Linked DNA regions of Gossypium hirsutum: regions 1 and 2 are each linked to region 3. The links are chromatin contacts, called in public Hi-C maps. All regions are on one chromosome and are shown on one strand. The core of a region is the stretch at or near the end of the contact, and the rest is flanking DNA. Distances in the headings are between cores, read along the strand shown. Region 1 holds the start of LOC121228124 (fructose-bisphosphate aldolase 6, cytosolic). Region 2 holds the start of LOC107948122 (growth-regulating factor 3-like). Region 3 has its middle 41 kb from the start of LOC121228662.

What was found. Hi-C and Micro-C count contacts between places; a contact is called where the count stands out from the background.
Region 1: a Hi-C map of leaf shows a contact between it and region 3, with 1.9 times the contacts expected there. The contact joins the promoter of LOC121228124 here to the enhancer-like site in region 3. A contact is called at or near these places in 2 of 34 Hi-C or Micro-C datasets (both in leaf).
Region 2: a Hi-C map of leaf shows a contact between it and region 3, with 2.7 times the contacts expected there. The contact joins the promoter of LOC107948122 here to the enhancer-like site in region 3. A contact is called at or near these places in 9 of 34 Hi-C or Micro-C datasets (callus, hypocotyl and leaf).

What each region holds. Positions count from the first base shown.
Region 1 is chrA04:57,985,850-57,990,185 of Gossypium_hirsutum_v2.1, forward strand. It overlaps LOC121228124 (fructose-bisphosphate aldolase 6, cytosolic), which reads left to right and starts at 1,733. Exons shown (of 3, transcript XM_041111282.1): 1 at 1,733-2,158; 2 at 2,851-3,078; 3 at 3,189-4,299. The coding sequence starts at 2,131. The coding sequence ends at 4,009.
Region 2 is chrA04:56,116,257-56,120,987 of Gossypium_hirsutum_v2.1, forward strand. It overlaps LOC107948122 (growth-regulating factor 3-like), which reads right to left and starts at 2,992. Exons shown (of 2, transcript XM_041111206.1): 1 at 2,643-2,992; 2 at 1,892-2,225. The coding sequence starts at 2,992. The coding sequence ends at 1,892. LOC107948121 (1,4-alpha-glucan-branching enzyme 2-2, chloroplastic/amyloplastic) reads left to right here. Exons shown (of 22, transcript XM_016882590.1): 19 at 1-51; 20 at 724-879; 21 at 1,057-1,131; 22 at 1,252-1,831. The coding sequence ends at 1,389.
Region 3 is chrA04:57,013,123-57,018,005 of Gossypium_hirsutum_v2.1, forward strand. No RefSeq gene overlaps it. Among protein-coding and RNA genes, the nearest start is that of LOC121228662, 41 kb to the left of the region's middle. Within about 2 kb of position 2,634, at least 4 of the 9 cell types and tissues checked have an H3K27ac peak or open chromatin away from gene starts, as enhancers often do. A contact at or near this core is called in leaf, where this site is marked.

The DNA of each region.
Region 1 (4,336 bases), core at 483-2,982, 970 kb after region 3:
CAATTGAGAGTTTTTTTCTTCTTATCTTGCACGTACTTGGTCTCAGATGTGGCCTTTCGCTTACCATTTCGAGAGTTCTTGGACTCGCTTACATGGTTCACTTTAGAACTTTAGAGAAGATACACCGCATCACGCTTCTAAGTTTCCTCTTCAATACTTTAATGCCTAAGTATTTTCTCCACAGTGAAGTCATCTGCCATATGCAGAAGTTTCTTCTGATAATGTTCCAAGACGAGGGCAACTTAGAGATGATAGGCCCAACTTGTAATAATTCCGGAATAACAACTTTTAATTCATGAAGCCTGCTTACAAGGACTTGTAATTCATGGACGTGATCCATAATCAGGATACTATCGAGCATTTTGAATTCGAAATACTTCATCATTAAAAAATTATTAGTACCTTGTTGTTCGTGTTGTATTTCTCTTCAAGAGCTTTCCATATTTCCACCAGGGATTGCATTGACATGTAAAGATCATACAATCGACCAGGCAAGGTGTTGAGGATGTATCCTCAACATGTGGAAGTGTCTTCTTCGTGCTTCTTCTTGAGTTCAGCCACTTTTTCAATTTCCTCAAAATTTGCATTGGGGGCGGGATTCTCCACAGGTTGTAGGTTTGGATCCAGAACGTACTCCACATTTAAGACAGTAAGAAGGAACAACATCTTGTCCTTCCAACGATTGAAATTTGAACCATCAAATTGGTCAAGTTTCACAAACTCTTGGTTCATCACTTTGAATGCGGTGTTAGCCTTCGTCGCCATCTCCAGAATTTGTTCTCTTTGATTGTTGGATAATTGAGTGGAGACGATAGAACTGGAGACTTGTATGGAAATAAACAGTAGACTTCGAGGCACGAATGAGGCTTTCCAAAGAGAATTATTTGCTCCCACACAAAGTTGCTAGAAGGTTAAGACAAAGGTCCTCCCAGCATACAATGAAGTTTTGAATTTCCTTTGATTAGCAAAATCAAGGAATTCCCTAACTCTTACTCTAATTTTTGAAAATAAGATTGATTGTGATTGTATATTTGTGAGCACTATAATGCTTCTATTTATATGCACTCTATGAATACAATTTGAAGAGTCACAACCCTTCATATTGGACATACTCCTTGAGAGAAACATGTCCCATGGAAATGTATTCATTGGATGATAAATCATCACTTTTAATTTGAATAATGCTTATGAATAATTAAATTTGTAATATGATAAATCGTCACTTTTAATTTAAATAGTGCTCATATTAATTTGCAATCTATACTCTCCATCAATTGTTAACAGTGAAAATGGATAAAATTTTTAATAGAAATATTAATTTACTCTTTAATCTAATATATATGAATTAATTTATTTATTTTTAATAAAAAATATAATATAATATAACTTATAATGCAAAAATATTCATGATACTTTCACCTATAAATCACGATATAATTTACCCTTAAAACTTTAATTTGAATTGCTTAGACTAATGTATTTTCAAAATACATATAATATATAACTTCATTTTTTTCGCCTGATCGTGCGTGGGTTCTCAAATTTCTCCTTATTTGAAGAGATCGTCATAAATCAAATCAAAGCGGAAAGTGGAGTAGCAAAGAATTCTTGATTGCACTGTTGTTTCAGATGACCAGACTTTTAGGTCTTTAACCGTTTGTTATGGTAAAAAATAGTTAATATTAATTAGATAAAAATAAATTAAAGAGAAGAAAAAAGCCCAAGCCGAGGATGGAAAATGTTAGGTGGAGCAGAGATTCAAAAAGGTTTGTTGAGAGTTTGAGGGGTAAAAGAGTGAAAGTGCAAAAAGAAGAAAGAAGAAGAAAAACCATGAACGAATAAGTGAGGAACAGATCTAACGGGCAGTAGTACATGGGTTGCTTACTTGGTAAAGAGAAAGACGACAAATTAAAATAAAAGAAAAAATACCCGAAAATCTAGAAAGCCAAATCACCCCCCACCTATCTCTCTCTTACTTTCCATTTTAACCTAACCCTTCTCTTTTAAAAACCCTAACCCTTCTCTTTTAAAAACCCCAACCCCTCTTCCTTTTCCACTCGCTCTCTTTTCCTTGTCACCAAAAAACATCTTTCTGGTCAATTCAATCCTCCTTTTTTCTATTCAACCATAATGTCTTGCTTCATTAGCAAATACGCCGGTAATTACCCTTCCCTTTCTACTTCCTTTTTTCCCCTTCGGCGTTGATTTTATGTTTACAATCTTAATCTCTTTGATCCATCTTCGTTTTTTTTTTTCGATCTTTAGATTTTTGGTCTGATCTGTTAATTGTTATGACATTTTTACGAGAAAACTTTGTTCTTACTGTTTAACTAAATTAATTGAGTGATATATCTGGTTGACTTGGTGGTTTTGTCACTTTAATGAAAGCAATATTCTTTTGGTGTATAGATTTGGATCTTGTAAGGCCTGCTTCTTTTTTCTTGCGATCTGATTGTCAGTGGTATTAACTATGGTCATTTGTTTGCTGCTCTTTAATCGAAAGGAACATAATAGATTTTCCCTCTTTTTAAGGAATAATATTAATTATAATTTTGTTCGTCTTTGTTTTTGGGGTTAAATTTTGAAGATCTAGATCTGCATGCACCTGCTCGGATATTATCTCTCCGATCCCTTTTTTATAACTGCGTAATATTTTTTAATATATATTTATTGAAGTTTTAATTTAATTATTACTCCCTGATGTGCTTAATAGTATCATGATATCTTTCTGGATCTGAGATTAGTGAACCTTATCCTTCACCCTTAGGCTACTTAAGTTTTTTAAACATTCTGATCTCTGTTCTTTATCGTGAATTGATGGCTTATCTTTTAATTATTTAAATATTGTAGATGAGTTGGCTAAAAACGCTGCTTACATTGGCACCCCTGGAAAGGGTATCCTTGCTGCTGATGAATCCACCGGCACCATTGGCAAGCGTCTTTCAAGCATTAATGTAGAAAATATTGAAGAAAACAGGCGTGCTCTCCGTGAGCTCCTCTTCACTGCTCCAGGAGCTCTTCAGTACCTCAGTGGTGTTATTCTCTTCGAGGAAACCCTTTATCAAAAAACCGCTTCGGGTATTATTAAAATGACATACTTTGATAATATTAAGAACCTCGGTAGTGTTATTCCTTTTTAAGAGCTTATGGATGGTTGTTGATTTCTGATATTGATATTTGATGTGCAGGCAAGCCCTTCGTTGATGTTTTGAATGAAGGTGGTGTCCTCCCTGGCATCAAGGTCGACAAGGGTACCGTTGAGCTTAATGGAACCAATGGCGAGACTTTCACCCAGGGTCTGGATGGCCTTGCACAGCGATGCCAGAAGTACTATGAAGCTGGTGCTCGCTTTGCTAAATGGCGTGCTGTCCTTAAGATCAGTGCTAATGAGCCAACCGAGCTTGCAATCCAAGAAAATGCCAACGGGCTAGCTATGTATGCTGCCATCTGCCAGCAATGTGGCCTTGTCCCCATTGTCGAACCTGAAATTCTTGTTGACGGATCACATGGCATTCAAAAGTGTGCTGCAGTGACAGAGCGTGTTCTTGCTGCTTGCTACAAGGCTCTAAATGACCACCATGTCATGCTTGAGGGTACTCTTTTGAAGCCTAACATGGTGACCCCTGGTTCGGACTCCCCGAAGGTTGCCCCAGATGTTATTGCTGAGTATACTGTTCGTGCCTTGCAGCGAACCGTCCCTGCTGCAGTCCCAGCTATTGTATTCTTGTCTGGTGGGCAAAGTGAGGAGGAGGCTACTCTTAACCTTAATGCCATGAACAAGCTCCAGACCAAGAAACCATGGTCACTCTCATTCTCATTTGGACGTGCCCTTCAGCAGAGCACTCTCAAGACCTGGGCAGGAAAAGAGGAGAATGTGAAGAAGGCGCAAGATGCTTTGCTCGTTAGGTGCAAGGCTAACTCAGAGGCCACTTTGGGTACATACAAGGGTGATGCTGAGCTTTGTGAGGGTGCTGCAGAGAGCCTTCATGTCAAAGACTACAAATATTAAGAAATTAGGCTTGTAGTCAAATATGTGATGTTTAGAGGAGTAAATTTCGGTATTGATATTAGGGTTCTAGTGTTTTTTTCTTCTTCTTCTTTTGAGCTTCTGTCGTTGCTCATCGAATTTAGTCTGTGGAATCAGACAAATTACAAATAAGGTTTGGGACCCTGTGTGCTCGTTGAGTATTTTTGGTTTTCTGTTTATTTTAGTTTAAAACAAAATTCTCTGATTAATTGAGTGTAAGCCCGCATTGTGGGACAAAAATGACCAAGTATAAGCCCTTATTCTGTTGATTATTTCTTATTGATTTGCATTTCATGATTCATCAGTCGT
Region 2 (4,731 bases), core at 1,742-4,241, 900 kb before region 3:
GGGATGCAACAATTTGATCAGGCAATGCAGCATGTTGAAGCTAAGTATGGCGTAAGTATGATGATGCTTACTGGTTTGTTGTTTTATACTTTCTGATGAATTATGAGATAGTAGAACCATACATTTTTTTCTTATTTAATAATTGTTCTGTACTAGTGATTAATCACACAAAAATTACATGTGAAATTTTAAAATAAAGGGATGATAAAATTGAAAATCAGTGGAGATTATAGAAGAGAGGAAACGATATTCAGAAATGTTGATTATATTTTTTACTTACAAATAGATATACTTTTTTTTTTTTTGTTAAGTTAATATTCTTCTTAAAGTCAAGTCATTCCTTAAAGCTTTTTGAAAAAAAAATATCGTTAAATGATTTCATTTAAAACTGTTTCATGGTCATTGATATATAAACCTTCCAAAGTTCGCCATTATATATGCCTGTGTGAGCATGGCTCTGATTCTATTAGATACTCTCTTCTACATAAAGACAAAAGGAAATAATTCAGATTTCAGAATTTTTTTTGGATTATTCTATTACCGTTATTTCATACTTCTTGGAATACAACGTTAGACCTCTGATTTACTATTACGTTTCTTTTCATGGTCTTCTACAATTTACACCTGTTTCATGCAAAGTGATTTGCCCGAACGGTGCTGTCTGGGTAGCCAAAAAGCTTTACTTGTTTAGAATGTAAAATTGATGTTCTGTTGTTTATTCAGTTCATGACTTCTGAGCACCAATATATATCACGGAAGGATAAAGGTGAAAGAGTAATTGTATTTGAAAGAGGCAACCTGGTTTTTGTGTTCAACTTTCACTGGCATGAAAGCTATTGCGGTTACCGGGTTGGTTGCTCAAAGCCAGGAAAGTACAAGGTATAGGATTTTGTGGTTTATAGCCTTTTGTTTACTCATCCAATACATCCCGATTATTCATTTCTATTAATCATTTATTTTACATCTTGTTATTGACTCTTGGAATATAGTGACAGAAAAATGTTTACCCTGTTCTTCATTAATCATAATTTAACTTCTTTTTTGTTGCTCTTCCAGATTGTACTGGATTCAGATGATCTATTATTTGGAGGGTTCAACAGACTTAACCATGACGTTGAGTTTTTCAGCAATGTAAGTAAATTCTCTGAAGAACATTGATTGCTGAATTCTGCATACTCTTCCTACATACCATTGTCTTCAATTCACCCAAGGGTTCTCTAACTTAGAAAAACCTAATGGTGGCTTTTCCAGGAAGGATGGTATGATAACCGCCCTCGTTTCCTATTGGTGTATGCACCAAATAGAACAGCGGTGGTTTATGCGCTTGTTGAAGATGAACCAAAAGCAACTGGCAATTTACAACTTACTCAAAACGTTAAAAACTGTTGAAGAAGCCAAAGCTGTGAAGGCATCGAAACCTGTGGAAGAATCAGAACCTTTGGACTGCTAAACTATCTCTATCACAGAATCTCTTATTGAGGAGCTACCCTAACTCAGCCTGCTGTTTTAAGGCCTACAACTTACACAGAATGTAGAAGTCCATGACCTTGGAGTTTCGGTATCCAGGAGCTGAAACAATCGCCATTCAAAAAGGCTTTTTCTTTCACGTGCAGTACAGTTGATTATCCATCTGATAATTAGTCAAATTTCAGTTGGTCACTTGCAAATGTTTATCGGTTTGTTATCTGAATTATGCTCAGAGTCCTGTTTAGCATGTTCTGAAACAACTTATGTGCTAATTTTTCTCGCAAACTTAATTTTAAAGGAACCATTATTGTAGTCAGTTTGGTTCAATAAAAGTAAAGAACAGAGTGCAAGCAATTTACTTTAAGTCTTGGAGTGCCTAAAAAAGATTCAAGTGGTAACAATGCTAGTTTGAGATGCAGAGCCTTTAAGGTTGTGAATTGGATATGGATGATCTTAAAGCCTCGGCAAGGGGCCCTCCCATCGAAGCCGCCTGGTATGAGGCCCACCCAGCAGCCCAATTCAATTGGTCTCCATTTCCAGTTGACAGCTTCAACGACACGTCTGATGAGGAATTTCCAGGCATTGAAATGGAGAGGCATGTTGCAGAACTCATCGGGCTTTCAGCATGGTTGTCTGGTTGTTGTAAGGATCTAGGCCTATCATCAAAAAATTGTCTCAACATTTGACCATCAGATCTGTTATTGACTTCATTTTGGGCATCGAAATGGCCCTTATGAACATTTTTAGAATCTGAGAAACTGCCAGACAAAAGAAACACAAACATTGTAGGGCAAACAAAAATAAGCAAAATAAAGAAAATATATTGTGATGGACCATAAAGAAAGCACGTTATAAAGACTAAAGAAGTGGTCGGGGTCAGCTTGTACAGAATCGAAACCCCCTGCCCAGATTTTGAGATACATCCATTGGTCAGATATTGATTAGGGTCCTACCAAGGGGTAATCATCATCGCTACTGTAAAACAATTTACTTTCTACAAAATAGATAGCAAATATTAGCAAACTTTAAAAATGTGAAGAGATTGTATGAAGTATGATTTTATGTAATTTATATCTTTTTCACAAATCAAATTTTCTCAACTTTTTTTTCTTAAAAAAATTCAAATCCAATTAAAAGAAGTTACCTATAATTAAGGCGAAGAAGATCAGGAATGCCCTGAAAGGAGAAAACTGTTGGCTCTATCACCAGCCAATTCTAAGGGTGAATTGGGGATCAGAGAAGTGGGTTTAAGGTCACCACATCCAACATCAACAACACCAGCAGCAGCACCAACAAGAGTATTGTTGTTGATGATGTTGGTGCAGGCGCCACTAGATTTTAGCATTTCCACAGGCTTTCTTGAACGGTTTGCGGCCACGGTGCACGTGGCGCTCGCAATATTTCTGGCCAGCCACCACGCCTCTCGAGCATCTCCACTTCTTCCCGTCAGTCCTCCGGCATCGGCCTGGCTCTGGATCCATTGCTGCTCTTCCCCAATACCCTGATTGCAACACTGATCCGACATCCTCTTACTCTTCATATCTTTTAAGTACATACTATTTGGACAGATTCATTAAGTTCCTTAGGTAGACCGTGTCGATATATATGGAAGTTTTGTCTTTCTTTCAATCAAAATAAGAGAACAAAGAAACCACTCAAAAATGAAAGTTAAATAAAAAAGTTTCAGTAAGAACTAGCACTAGACTTCTTCCCCCCTTTCTACGTTTCTTCTCTCTTTTTGTTCGTGTTTTCACCCGGGTTTATATATATATATATAATACTATAAAATCATTTATGCATCAATCTCTTTTACTATGTACTTATTTTCTTTATAAATTTGATGAGAAAATGCTAAAGTACGCATTTCATAAAAATATAAAAGCAAGGACAGGTCACACATCTCATAAATATAATCACTCACAAGGTGGCTGGTAATGGGAGAAGTGTCGAAGAGGGTGGTGGAGGAAATATGAAGGAGAGTGAAGAATAGTAGTATTGTCGATTGATTGAAGGAGTTGGGGAGGAACAGCTGCGCCTGCTAACATGTATCTAAAGATCAAAGCTTGTAACTACAGTTCCTGCCATTGAGACAAGCTGAAGAAACTTCCCATCACTAAAGGGAGAAGTAAAAAGGTAACTTAGAAGGAAAAAATCAAGTAAGCAAGCTAGCCAGAAACTTCCCAAACTTAGGAGTTGAAAACTTTTCTGAGAATCCTGCCAAGAAAAAAAAAGGAGCAAAGAAAAAGGAAGAAAATCTCACTGCTGGGAAACGTGGAGGATGAATGAGGAAGTGGTGGCAGGTTGTTGCTGCTGGATTTGCAGTGGTGATGAGGTACGAGCAAAGGAAGAGGAGATGGGTGTTGGTGATGATGATGATGAAGGTGAAGTTTTGGTATATTTGCAGAAGGTGGTTGTTGTTGATGGTCTGACTCATGCTGGTTTCTACATTGCTTCAGATGCAAGTTCATGGAAAGAGAAAGAGAGGTGCTTTGGGGGTTTTAGTTGGTTGGGGCGGCGGGGGCTATTTTGACAGAAATATTTTTATTTGGGTTTTGGGGTCTGTTTTGTTGATGTGTTAACAAGAGAAAGTTTGGAAAAAGCTTTTGCAGGAACTTCTTTCTCTCTTATGGCTTCGGCAGATAGCAATACCTTAAGACTTCAAAGAGAGGAAGAGGAACTATTCTGACACCAGGAGGCAGACTTTTTTAAATGTAAAGTAAACGACAAAGTTAATTTTATAGATAACTGTTTTTATTTTACATGTGTAAAAATATTATCTTCAGATGGTCCTAATCAAAGACGGGGAAATCGTTCTAAGTTAAGAACTACTCTCTCTTAAACGCTCTCTTTTCTATTTTTGCATTGAATTTTGCATGACTGATTTATTTCAGAGTCCTTTTACTTTCTAATTTCCTTTTTAGTATTTGTGTCATGTAAGCTTAAGAATATCGAGTAAAACAAGCACTCAAGGATATTTCGAAGCTGAAATGAGTGGCTAGAGCTTAAAAAGCAATAGCACTGGGAAAGGATGTAAGGGCGCGACATTTAGCTAAGTGCCATGACGCCCTTGATTGACAAGCTGTCTGTATGCCACGGCATTCGGCCAAGCGCTACAGTGGTCTGCCCTAAACCTATTTTCTCCTATTTTTGTTATTTTGAGGGCTTTTTATCGAAAAATATTGAAAAAAAAAACTCTAAAATGGTATATTGATAAAATTAAGTATCAAAATGGTACATTTCAAGTAATAGAAGGTGGTGCATAGG
Region 3 (4,883 bases), core at 1,384-3,883:
AGTATTTTCAAAATTTATTTGGGTCAACTTTACATACAGATGAAATATTAAATCTTGACTATATTGATAATTGTGTTTCAAGAGAGATGAATGATAGACTAACAATGGAGTTTACGGATCTTGAAATTAAGAAGTCTTTCGAGCAAATGGACCCTAGGAAAGCCCCGGGCATTGATGGTCTATCGGGAAATTTTTATAAAGAAAATTGGCATGTGGTGGGCGATGACATTATAAATCTGTGCCATGAAGTTCTTAGAGGCGATAGAAGTGTGGATTGTCTCAATTAGACCATTATTGTTCTAATCCCAAAAATTAAAGAGCCTATTGATATGACTATTTTTCGGTCGATTAGTCTGTGCAGGGTGGTCTACAAAATCGTTGCTAAAGTTCTTGCAAATCGATTGAAAGATACTCTTCCGAGTTGCATTAGCCAAAATCAAAGCGCATTTGTTCTCGGACAGATGATACACGACAACGTTTTGATTGCCCATGAGCTAGTTTACTACCTTCAAAGTGCTAAGAATGGTCCAAATAAAGGCTTTGTGATCAAGCTTGAAATGAGCAAAGCGTATGACAGAGTTGAATGGAATTTCATCGAAGAGGTCATGAAAAGAATGGGCTATGCGAAAATTGGGTGGCAAAAATTATAAGCTGTGTTCGTTCGGTCCGATACATGGTCAAATGCAACTCAACCCTTTCTGAAACTATCGTGCCGGAAAGGGGCCTTAGACAGGGGGATCCTCTCTCTCCTTATCTTTTTTTGTTCTACATGGAAGCCTTTTCTAAATTGTTAATTCAAGCTCAGAATAATAATAAGTTAAAAGGAATTCGGTCTAGCATTAATGGACCGCGTGTTAATCACTTATTTTGACGCACTTCTTTTTATTCGTAATAATAAAAAGGATGTGTAAGAAATGGCCAACATTTTAACAAGGTTTACTAGTGTGTCGGGGCAAAAAATTAATAATGATAAATCCATGATAATGTTCAGTTCGAATACTCCTTTAACCCAAAGACATCTGTTTTGCTCAATGCTTGGGATGCGAATGGTTGACCACCTCGATAATTACCTTGGACTACCTTTGCCTATAAGTCGAAAGAAATCAATTGCTTTTACTAATATCATAAGCTGTTGTGATTGCAGGATCAACAGTTGGTCGAAGCGACTACTTTCTTATGGTGGAAAAGAGATTTTCATAAAAGCTATTATTCAGTCCATCCCAACCTATGCTTTTTCTGTCTTTCTTGCTCCAAAAGGAATTATTGAGGCCTTACACTCGAAAATGTGTCGGATGTGATGGACGAACAATGAGAAAACTCGGGGTTGGGCTATGATGGCTTGGGAGCGCTTGTGCTATCCCAAAGGAATGGGTGGCATTGGTTTTCGGAACATGCATCTGTTTAATATTGCTCTTCTTGGTAGACAAGTGTGGAGGCTCTTGAAGTTCAAAGACACCTCATGTTTTAAGGTACTGAGTGCAAAATATTTTCCCGAGGGTGATGTGCTTAGGCCGAAATACTGTGATAAACCATCGTTCACTTGGTCTAGTATTGTTAAAGCGAGCGAAGCTCTCAAGGATGGTTTTCTGTGGCAAATTGGGGATGGAAATACTATAGACATTCGAAGGGATCAATGGGGTATAGAGGGTCTTAATGGAGATTCTGTGTGTCGGTCACCGTTAACAGCTGAAGAAAGAAAAGTCAAAGATTTATGGGACCACAATCAGGGGCGGTGGAAAAAGGACAGGGTTATTGAGCTATATGGCAAAACCATGGAGGATTATATTTATAATTTACCCATTCTCCATAATGGGATAAATGATAGCTTAACGTGGACTCAAAAACCGCATGGTTGTTATAGCTCAAAATCAGCTTACTCGTGGTTATCCCTCAGGAGAATTGGTTTCGGCCCCCATAGAATGGTTTGGAGAGTAATATGGAAGTTAAAAATGATCCCCAAGATCAAGGTCTTCAGCTGGAGAATTTGCCATAATATTCTTCCTACATACGACAATATTGCTCGCATCCGGCCTGACTTCTCGACAGCTTGTCCCAGATGCAACAGTGGTGAGGAAACGCTTATCCATGCTATGCAAAAGTACCCTAAGGTCCGAGAGATCCTAATGATCGGAGGGTTAAACAATAGGCTGATTGAAGGGAGATATGAGCGGTGCGTGGACTGGGTGGAAGATGTCCTTCGTGAGCTTGATAAAAAAGCTGCTGCCGATTTTTTTACCCTCCTCTGGAATTGCTGGAATGCTAGGAACAAGTTGGTTTTTCAGGGGAAGGATGATACTACTAAGGTGGTGTGGGAAAGAGCACAGACCCTGAGCAAAGAGTTTAGAATCTTTAATCTGGCAGACCCGCCTGCTCTCCCCCCAACTCCGGTGCGTAAAAGCTGGACGAAACCTCCAAAGGGTGTTATTAAAATAAATGTCGACGCTACGGTTTTGAATGGAAAAGTTGGATACGGGGCAATAGCCAGAGACCACGATGGCTTCGTTATTGGGGGTTGTTATGGGTATGCGAATAAAAACCTGGACGTGACATGGGCGGAATCTGAAGCTTTTGTGGAAGGTTTAAACTTGGCTTTAAAGTTAGAAGTGGACCAGCTCATTTTGGAATCTGACTGTGCCAGTTTGGTCAACGCGGTGAATAAGAGAGATAATGACGTTACCATTTTGGGCTGCTATCTTAATAAGGCCTGCATGAATTTTAAAAATTTTACCTCGGTCCATATTAATTGGATCGACTGTTGTAGGAATAGGGTTGCTGATTTACTTTGTAATTTAGCTATTAAGGAAAAGTGTAATTTGTTTTTCAACGTGGATTATCCCAAGGAAATCCATAATATTGTCATTGATGATGTAATGAATTGAGGTTGACCTTCGGGTCTTTTTTATAAAAAAAAAATTAATTTACTCATTTTTAAATATAAGAAGTAACTATTGATTGAGTCTTAGCTCAATTGGTATGAGCATTGTTTCCAATGCAAGAGGATGTGGGTTCAAGTGCGCTGAATTGCATTATCCTCCTATTTATGGGTTGGGGAGGGACTATGAATAGTTCTAGGCATTATATCAAAAAAAGCATATATAATTAGAACCTATAATGAGATTAATTTATATATAGGCTAGGCTATTTTTGGAGAGAGTGTAGAAAAGATTTACCTTTAAGTTGTATTTTTTTTTTACTTTTTTAATATAATTAGTTTGTTTGGTAGGTTGTTAAATGTTAGTAGGTTTTGTATTTAAGTTCCAAGTTTGATTTTTCTTCCCCTCACAATTATATATTTTTTATTTCATTTTGTTTTAAGCTTTTTATATTTTTAATTAATGTTTTTAATATATCAGTTTATTTGGTTAAATGTTTAAATAATAATGATAGACTCATGTTCAATTCCCTTTTTTTGAACACATTTGTAATTTTTATATTAGTTTGTTTCAAGCTCTCTTTTTTAAATTAATAAATATCTTATTTTTAATTTTTTATTTTTAATTCATCTTTTTAATTAATAACTCTTTTATTGACAAAATGAAATAATAAATATGTAATTATATCATAAAAATATATATTTTACATATATCATTATGTTAAAAATATTTGAAATTAATAACTATTTTATATATATATTATAAACATCAACTAATTTTTTTGATATATTTTTCTTTATGTATAATATTTATATGTCAAATATTTAGTTTCTTCACATATATTGTGCATATAGTGATTTCTAATATTATAAAATGAAATAATTATTTCAAATATAATAATTATTTTTATATGTAAAACATTTCAAATATCGTTGTTTTTTCATCTACATTGTGTGTATAATATTTCAAAAAAAAATTATGTGAAATATTTCAATTAATTATTTCAAATATCATTATGTTTATATGTGAAATATTTTAAATACACATACAAAAATATATAATGCTAAAATTTACTACACTCATGATATGAATTGAAAATTAATATATTACACATATAAAAATTATATTTACTAAAAATAATCATTTTTAATAATTATTTGATTTTATGAATACAAAAGTTCTTAACTAAAAAGATGAATACAAAAAGAAAAGAAGCTTGAAATAGCATGAAATAAAAATTACAAATGCATTATTATTTAACCATTTAACCAAATAAATTGATTTATTAAAAACATTAATTAAAAATATAAAAAGCTTAAAATAAAATGAAATAGAAAATATAAATATTAGTGGAAGAAAAATCAAATCTAGGACTCAAAGATAATGACAAAACCTACTAACATTTGACCAAACAAATTAATTATGTTAAAAAAGTTAGAAAATATAATTTAAAGAGAAAACGCTTTCACATACACCATCCTTAAAAACAACTTAATTTTTTTAAATTTTTAAAAAATAAATCTATTTAGCTAATAAACTTTTATTTTTAGCATATGAATAATTTAACCATATATATAATAACTAATTTACTTTTGGCGGCAAACTTCGCATCAAGCACGGCGCTTATAAGTTTATCATTAATATTTCATTTGGCTTATAATGATAGCTGATGGCTCATGTTGAAAATTATGAATAAGAAATCTGAAAAATTCTGTGGCCACAAAAGCGAAGTAAGTATCTGACTACGATTTTAGACGGACATTTATTTTTAATTTGCGTTGGATCCACGCTTATTTGTCTTAATATTCGTTCTTACTCCATCCATTCTAATTTGCCCTTTATTTTACAACTTCCAATGCGTTTATAACACTCAATAAATACTCGTGCTTTTCATAATATTCTCTCTCCATTTGGTCATTATTATTCTTGGATTTATTAAAAGTATTGCTTTGAGTTAAAAAAAAAGAAATTAGGAGATTCCTATTATCAAACACTTTACGAAAATTAAGC